Regions from separate parts of the Gasterosteus aculeatus genome. Here region 2 is linked to region 1. A link is a contact called in public Hi-C data. All regions are on one chromosome and are shown on one strand. The core of a region is the stretch at or near the end of the contact, and the rest is flanking DNA. Distances in the headings are between cores, read along the strand shown.

Evidence for each region. Hi-C and Micro-C count contacts between places; a contact is called where the count stands out from the background.
Region 2: a contact with region 1 is called in a Hi-C map of whole body, with 4 times the contacts expected there. The contact joins the promoter of LOC120810964 here to the enhancer-like site in region 1. A contact is called at or near these places in 6 of 6 Hi-C or Micro-C datasets (blood and trunk muscle, liver, skeletal muscle and 2 more).

Annotation. Positions count from the first base shown.
Region 1 is chr20:15,583,020-15,586,163 of fGasAcu3.hap1.1, reverse strand. It overlaps znf516 (zinc finger protein 516), which reads left to right. Exons shown (of 6, transcript XM_078095357.1): 3 at 2,520-3,144. Among protein-coding and RNA genes, the nearest start is that of znf516, 27 kb to the left of the region's middle. Within about 2 kb of position 1,518, at least 4 of the 9 cell types and tissues checked have open chromatin away from gene starts, as enhancers often do.
Region 2 is chr20:15,626,581-15,629,724 of fGasAcu3.hap1.1, reverse strand. It overlaps LOC120810964 (zinc finger protein 236), which reads right to left and starts at 1,714. Exons shown (of 30, transcript XM_078095350.1): 1 at 1,564-1,714; 2 at 1-64. The coding sequence starts at 1,615.

The sequences.
Region 1 (3,144 bases), core at 269-2,768:
GCGCTGGGCAGCATTAGTCCCAGCAGTAATGACTGTAGTCCTTTTCAAGCCTCCCACTCGGGGCCGTGGCATGTCGTAAACATCTGTTGATGAAATGTGCTTTGTGTAGGTGCAGGTCCTTGGCTCATCGGGCTCTATGGAGTTGGAGCTGGAGCCACCGTGTGGCAAAATGTCAGAATAACATCTGACTTCAGCTCTTTTATAGAGGGCTACACACAAATACTAATACTCAAATATGGGCAAATCAACTTTAAAGGCCATTGAAAAATGTCAGTGCAATAAGTTTGTATGGCAGAGCAATAAAGCTCACAGTTAAGTGAAAGTGAGTGCCTTTCAGTGGCATGTCAGCAGAGAAGAGGGCATTTTTGGAATGCCTATCATTTTTTTCACCTCCACAACCAATAAACACCGCAGAGCAGAAAAAGAAAGCCTACCCATGCAAGGGCAAAACACCCACAATCACAGCTAAAATAAGTTAAAGCACTCAGGCTTTCGTCTTTCATCTTTCACATTCACTAAAAACACATTTTGGACAAGGTCGGATTGGGGATGGCTAAGAATTGTAGAGATTGCCTCAATTCCTCCCTCTTAGTACAGCCATTCAAAAATAGCAGCCAGATTTCTTCAGGCCTGATCGAGCTGTGCGCTATTTCAGGTCTTCCTGTCTCAGGAAACTCCCCTCACCCCCCTTATCTGTGCGTGAATATGTCTTTTGCTCTCCTTTTTATGTCATGGCCGTGAAAGTCTTGTCTGCATGTTTCCTTTTTTACTCTTTGCGGTTCTCTTTGCTTGTTTATTATATAACAGCCAGTAATGTGATATTTATTTTTTATTTGTTGTGCAGTATTACAATAGTGCTGTACTTCACTCCTGTGTGGTCAACTTGTAATAACACATATACTGTACGTTATTCACTCTCTCCCAACCCACATGCACCCTGGTGTCTGCTTTCAGAAATTGCATTTGGGACAAAGGGTCTTTTTAGCTCAACTGACAGATATATACAGATGTATAGAAAGGCGTTGTAAAATGGGATATGATTTATTTTGGTTTTTATATTCGTGACAAAGACGGCCTACGTGAAAGCTTTAAAGAATTCAGCAAGATGGCTTCTGGCCACCGGCCCACCCTTTTCTCCCTGTCCCCCTCCTGAGTTTTTTGTAATCTCTAAGGTTACCTCCTGTGACACTTCCCCTGCCACTCATCCACTCTTCTTACCATTGAGCCGGCCGGGCTACCCGATGTCTGAGGGATTGGTTATTTATAGAGTCACCTCCCGATGGTACAGGGAGGCAGGCCATTGGGAAAGAGACACTCAGAGGACGCTCTATGTGTCGAGCTACTAATGATCAGGTTATTCCATTCTTTGACTTTAACTTGTCAATATTTAAATAATACAGGGCTGACATCGGCCTGATAAATGGGCCTAACCTTAACTACCCCCCCCCCCCCCACTACAACTGCGCAGCACCAGGGCTTCACCTTGGCAGCGTTTGAGCTGTGTGTGTTGGCTTGTGCTGCCAACAGGAAGCCAAATGAAAAACAGATGGCATGTTACGGGTGCTATTGTGAACAGGAGGAGGGGTAGTGGCGAGTATCATAATGTGATACTTACAGAATCAGATCGGTTGGAGCGTGTGCATGTATGTGTGGACCCAGACTAAGGCTAATTTGAGGATTCATGTTTAAAGAAAACAACTTTGATTTTTAAACTTGAGGATATTCATCTTTTATCGGATTTCACGTTTAATAAAATATCACACTCACTATGAATACCACGTCTTCAATTAGCACAATGTCTATTTCTAATTTTTTTTCTGTATTCTTTTAATTTCTGAAATCAAACAGAGATTTGAAGTTTCCCAGTCACAGCAGTTAAATTCCCTTAAAGAAAAGGTGGTCACACACGCCATCTTGTGGGGAATTCATAGAGCTTCACTTTGGTAATCAGGAACCAATATGAGTAAACAATAATGCAACGAATTCTTTAAAATTAACAACAAAATAAGTAATTGCTTTATGACATCCCATTTGTTTAATTTGTCAAAATGTGTTGATTTTACTCCACTGTGCTGTTTAATATCATGGTGTAATTGTCTCACACCATATGGACCATAATACATTCCCAACAATTACCATAGTGATGGATCAACAACTCTGAGACGGATTTAACATGTGAACATAACAACCTTCACAGCAGCACCAACTACTGCAGCATCATTATGAACCAATATAAAATACTTAAAACAATCAAATGATGGTGAACAATTATGCATTGTTTATAGTTCTGTTGGTATGTTTATTGTGCTTGTAATAGTAGAAGTTATTTCAAGATACATTGACATGTAAAAGAAAAGGAGGAGATCTGGGAATGCTGAACAATGCTGCGGCCTGCTGGCTGTTCAGCAAACCTGCATCCGGATGCAACAATCTGAATCTGGCAGCACAGATTAGAGTATAATCTAGATCGTTCCCTTTGAAGTCATTGACCTTCCTTTTCTCCCCCCCTGTCCTTACAGATGAGAAGCCTTACATCTGCAGCCCTTGTGATTTTGTCACCTCGGATCTGCAGGCCTATTTGACCCATGATCGTGTCAAACACCCGGCTGCCCCCCGAGCTAGACCCGGCCCCCTTCCCAGCCCCAGCTCGGACAGAGGCACGCCGGGTGGGTATCCTAAACTGAAGAGAGCTCTTCTACAGGGGCTGAGCAACTCTGCAGCCCCCCCTGCTTACCTTTCGTCTCGATCCTCCCCGCCCAATCCCAACCTGACGCCTGTGGATCTGTGCGTGAGGGCTGAGGGCTGCAGGGCCGTAGCCTCCCTGACCCAGGACAGTCAGAGCCTCCCCAGCCACAAGTGCTCCTTCTGCTCCCACTCCACCCGCTACCCGGAGGTGCTCTGGATGCACCAGACGGTGGCTCACCGCATCAACAGCAGCAGCTCCAACCTCGCTCCAAAATGGGCCCTGAAAAGCAGCTCTAAGGGCTCCAGGGACAACTTGCTGGCCTCAAAGAGACGCACCGGTCCCCCGCCGGTCCTGGAGGGGAAGGAATGCCCGCCGCTGCCTCCACTGGTGCGCGCCCAACGTACCCAGCCCCCAAACAACTCCAGCGACGTTCCGAAGAAGAGTAGGCCAGCCAGTCA
Region 2 (3,144 bases), core at 465-2,964, 43 kb before region 1:
CACTTTTTGTCCTTGCATTCCCCATCACTGAAACTTCCCACCTTGGTCTCACTGGGATCTGCATCTGAGTACAGGAGAGATGACTTTTGGTGCAAGAGGCTTTCTCATGAGAATAATTGATGAAAGAGGTAAATGAAGAACATGACCATGTGCATTTTGAAATAATAATATGTTCAGTAGCTCTAAGAAAAAAAAAAAAAAAGTATGATGGTGTATTTTCTAGACACCATCATGTGAAAATCCTCACTCAGAAACTTAAACACACACACATAGTAAACGTACTATGTGTCACATAATCCCAAGGATCTTTTTTTTATTTCACCATTTAAAGTTTTTCTTTAGTAAGATTGATATTTTCTGTTGACTCAATCAATACAAACAATGTTTGACCTAGTTGAGTTGTGGAGAGAGCTTTTTAGCATTTATAATTGTATTTATATATATATGTGTGTGTGTGTTTGTGATTTATGGGTATTAATTTGAGACAGTCGTCCACTGTATTCTACAAATACATTCACAATACTCGATCACCCCTTGAAACGAGGCATGTTTGTGATCATAATGGAGGTCTGCTCGTAAAAATAACCCAGTTTCTAAAGCATCCTCCATCTGTCTCTGTCTAAAACAAAACCTGTGCGTATTTGGCTTAACTCTCTCGGAGCGCAACCACTCTGGTGGATTTGCAGGATTTAACGTTAGTTTTTAAAAGTACAGTGCTTGACTGTGAACATGTTGGGGGGGCTTTTAGCAACTATTGAATCAATCAATAGCTTGGTTGCGTCACGCCCATCACGGCTGTCAGTCACAGCCATTCATTATGTTACGTTACATAAAAGGAAATAAACACGCTGCTGCGTCGCTAACGCCAATGTGATGATAATTCGTCCTGTGTGACTAACGTTAGCTTAGCTCACATCGAGCAGCAGAACCAGCTGGTTAACATGCTGTTTGCGTTAACGTTCCCCGACCGGCGTATCACAACAGCTAACGCCAAGTGTTGTATTCCGATGCTGACAACAAAATGCCAGCACACGGACGGGACATGTCAACGTGTGTCAAGTGTCGTGTCACTACGTGAATGCGAGAAGATGCTCCGAACACGACGGGACCAACGCAGGCGTCCGCACCGCCTCGCCGGTGACATGCCTCGCGGAATCAAAACAACAACTGTAAAACATGTAGCGTGTTAGCCTCGACGCTAGTGGTAGCGAAGCAAGCTAGTTAGCAGCGTCGAGCTAACGGCAAATAACATAAACGAATATTAAGAGTAAAAGCCGTATGTTGAGTAACGCTAAACGAGACCGCGGTGGTTTCTTTCGCGGACACCAATTTAGACTGGAAGCCAATAAGAAGAGCCACCGAAACGTTATTAATATCATTCCGCCTCAATCACTCCTTCGCCGCACAAAGCAAAGCCCACCCGCAATACTATATCCGGGGACTATATACACTACGTTGAAGTGTTATTATACAAGATACAGAGATGGTAGACCTAATAATAGCAGGTTATTTGGATAGCTCACATTCTGTATTTTTTATTCGTGGAATTTTGGTACTTGTTACCTGTTTCGTCGTTGCTTATAACTCTCAGTTTGCGAGGCCGGCCCCGCGGCATAGTTCCAGTACTCAGGGCGGGTGTGCTGTGAACGGTTTGCTTTTCAAAATGGCGACTCGGTCATCGGTAGACAGCATCGTCCCCGTGAAGACGCACAGCTGCGCGGAGGAGGGAGACATCTACCGTCCGGTTCATTGTGCCCGCATCTTTGAACAAAGTAGTTTTGTTCAAACTACTGATTTAGAATGTGTCAAATGCATTTGATATGAATTATTATTTATGTTGGTGGTGTGGTTTAATTGAAGTAGGCTAAATTAACTTTTTGTTGTTGTAAAATATATAATTATATATAATATAATATAATTAATTACAAGGAATAACCTACTGATTTACTATGTATACATGTTTTAAATGTTTTTTTTTTAATGTTTTTTTACAGTGAATGCTGTTTTAGCTGTAGGCCTACTAGGTAGAGAATAGGCCTGAGCAGATTGTTTGGCATATTCTTTGCACTTAGAACTCATCGTTTCAGTAATTTTTGTATTTTTAACAGGATAATATTGTGTCAGTAGCTTCCTTGTCTACCACACATGAAAAAGTACCCATATTCCTCAATAATTTTATGTTTAAGGAGAGATAATATTGAATTTTGCCCCGTAACACTCTTATCAGCAGTATATAAACTGTCACAAATGACTTCATGGATACAATAAGGAAAGTTATTTGAACAACAGTGTTTATATAGGATAACTGTTACTATTCATCTTTTTATATCTTGCTTGTTTCACATCCTCTGCCACCTCTTCCAGCACACAAACACAAACACTCTTACTTAGTTTAATGAGTCTTATTTGTTGATAACACTTATATTAACTAACATGTTAATATTACTAGGCAGAGAATAACTTATCCTGAGTATCAGAAACACATTGCAAGGGGAATATTAATAGAAAGTGGTTCTACATATATGATAGAAATACCAGATATGAATTTTACTTTAGATTACGGTGACTCATTATGTAGACAACCTATAAATTCATTACTGTTTAGTAATGATACAATAGCAAATAAAAAAATGCCATGAAATCCAGTATGACAAGGTGAATATAAACTCACCAATTACATAGTTACAGCCACAACTGAGTGCCGTGCACAATTGATTTTTTCAAGACATTATGAGGCACGTTGTAAAACAACATTACAATCCACTCACACCAGCAGAGGGAGGCAATGAGTTATGAACGGCTCTGGTCGTTTATGGGCCAATAATCCTGAAGATGACAATAAACTGACTGTGTTAGTGCTCCTGTTTATGATTGTGTACCTGGTCGAAGCAACAGGAGCGACTGTGTGTCTCACTCACATGTCCTGTGGATCTGAATGAGTTAAGGACTTCCAACCGAGTGATATGCGTTTAATATCTTACCTCACACTTGAAAGTGCTCTTAGCTTCCAAGAGAAAAACAGACAGGAAGCTCACACGCCCCCACACAAGATGGTTTAAGTCACATTCATGACTGGAGCCACACCCCATTTTAAATCCATGGTTTGTCCGCAATCTCTTGTTGGTATTGATAACATCCCCATAC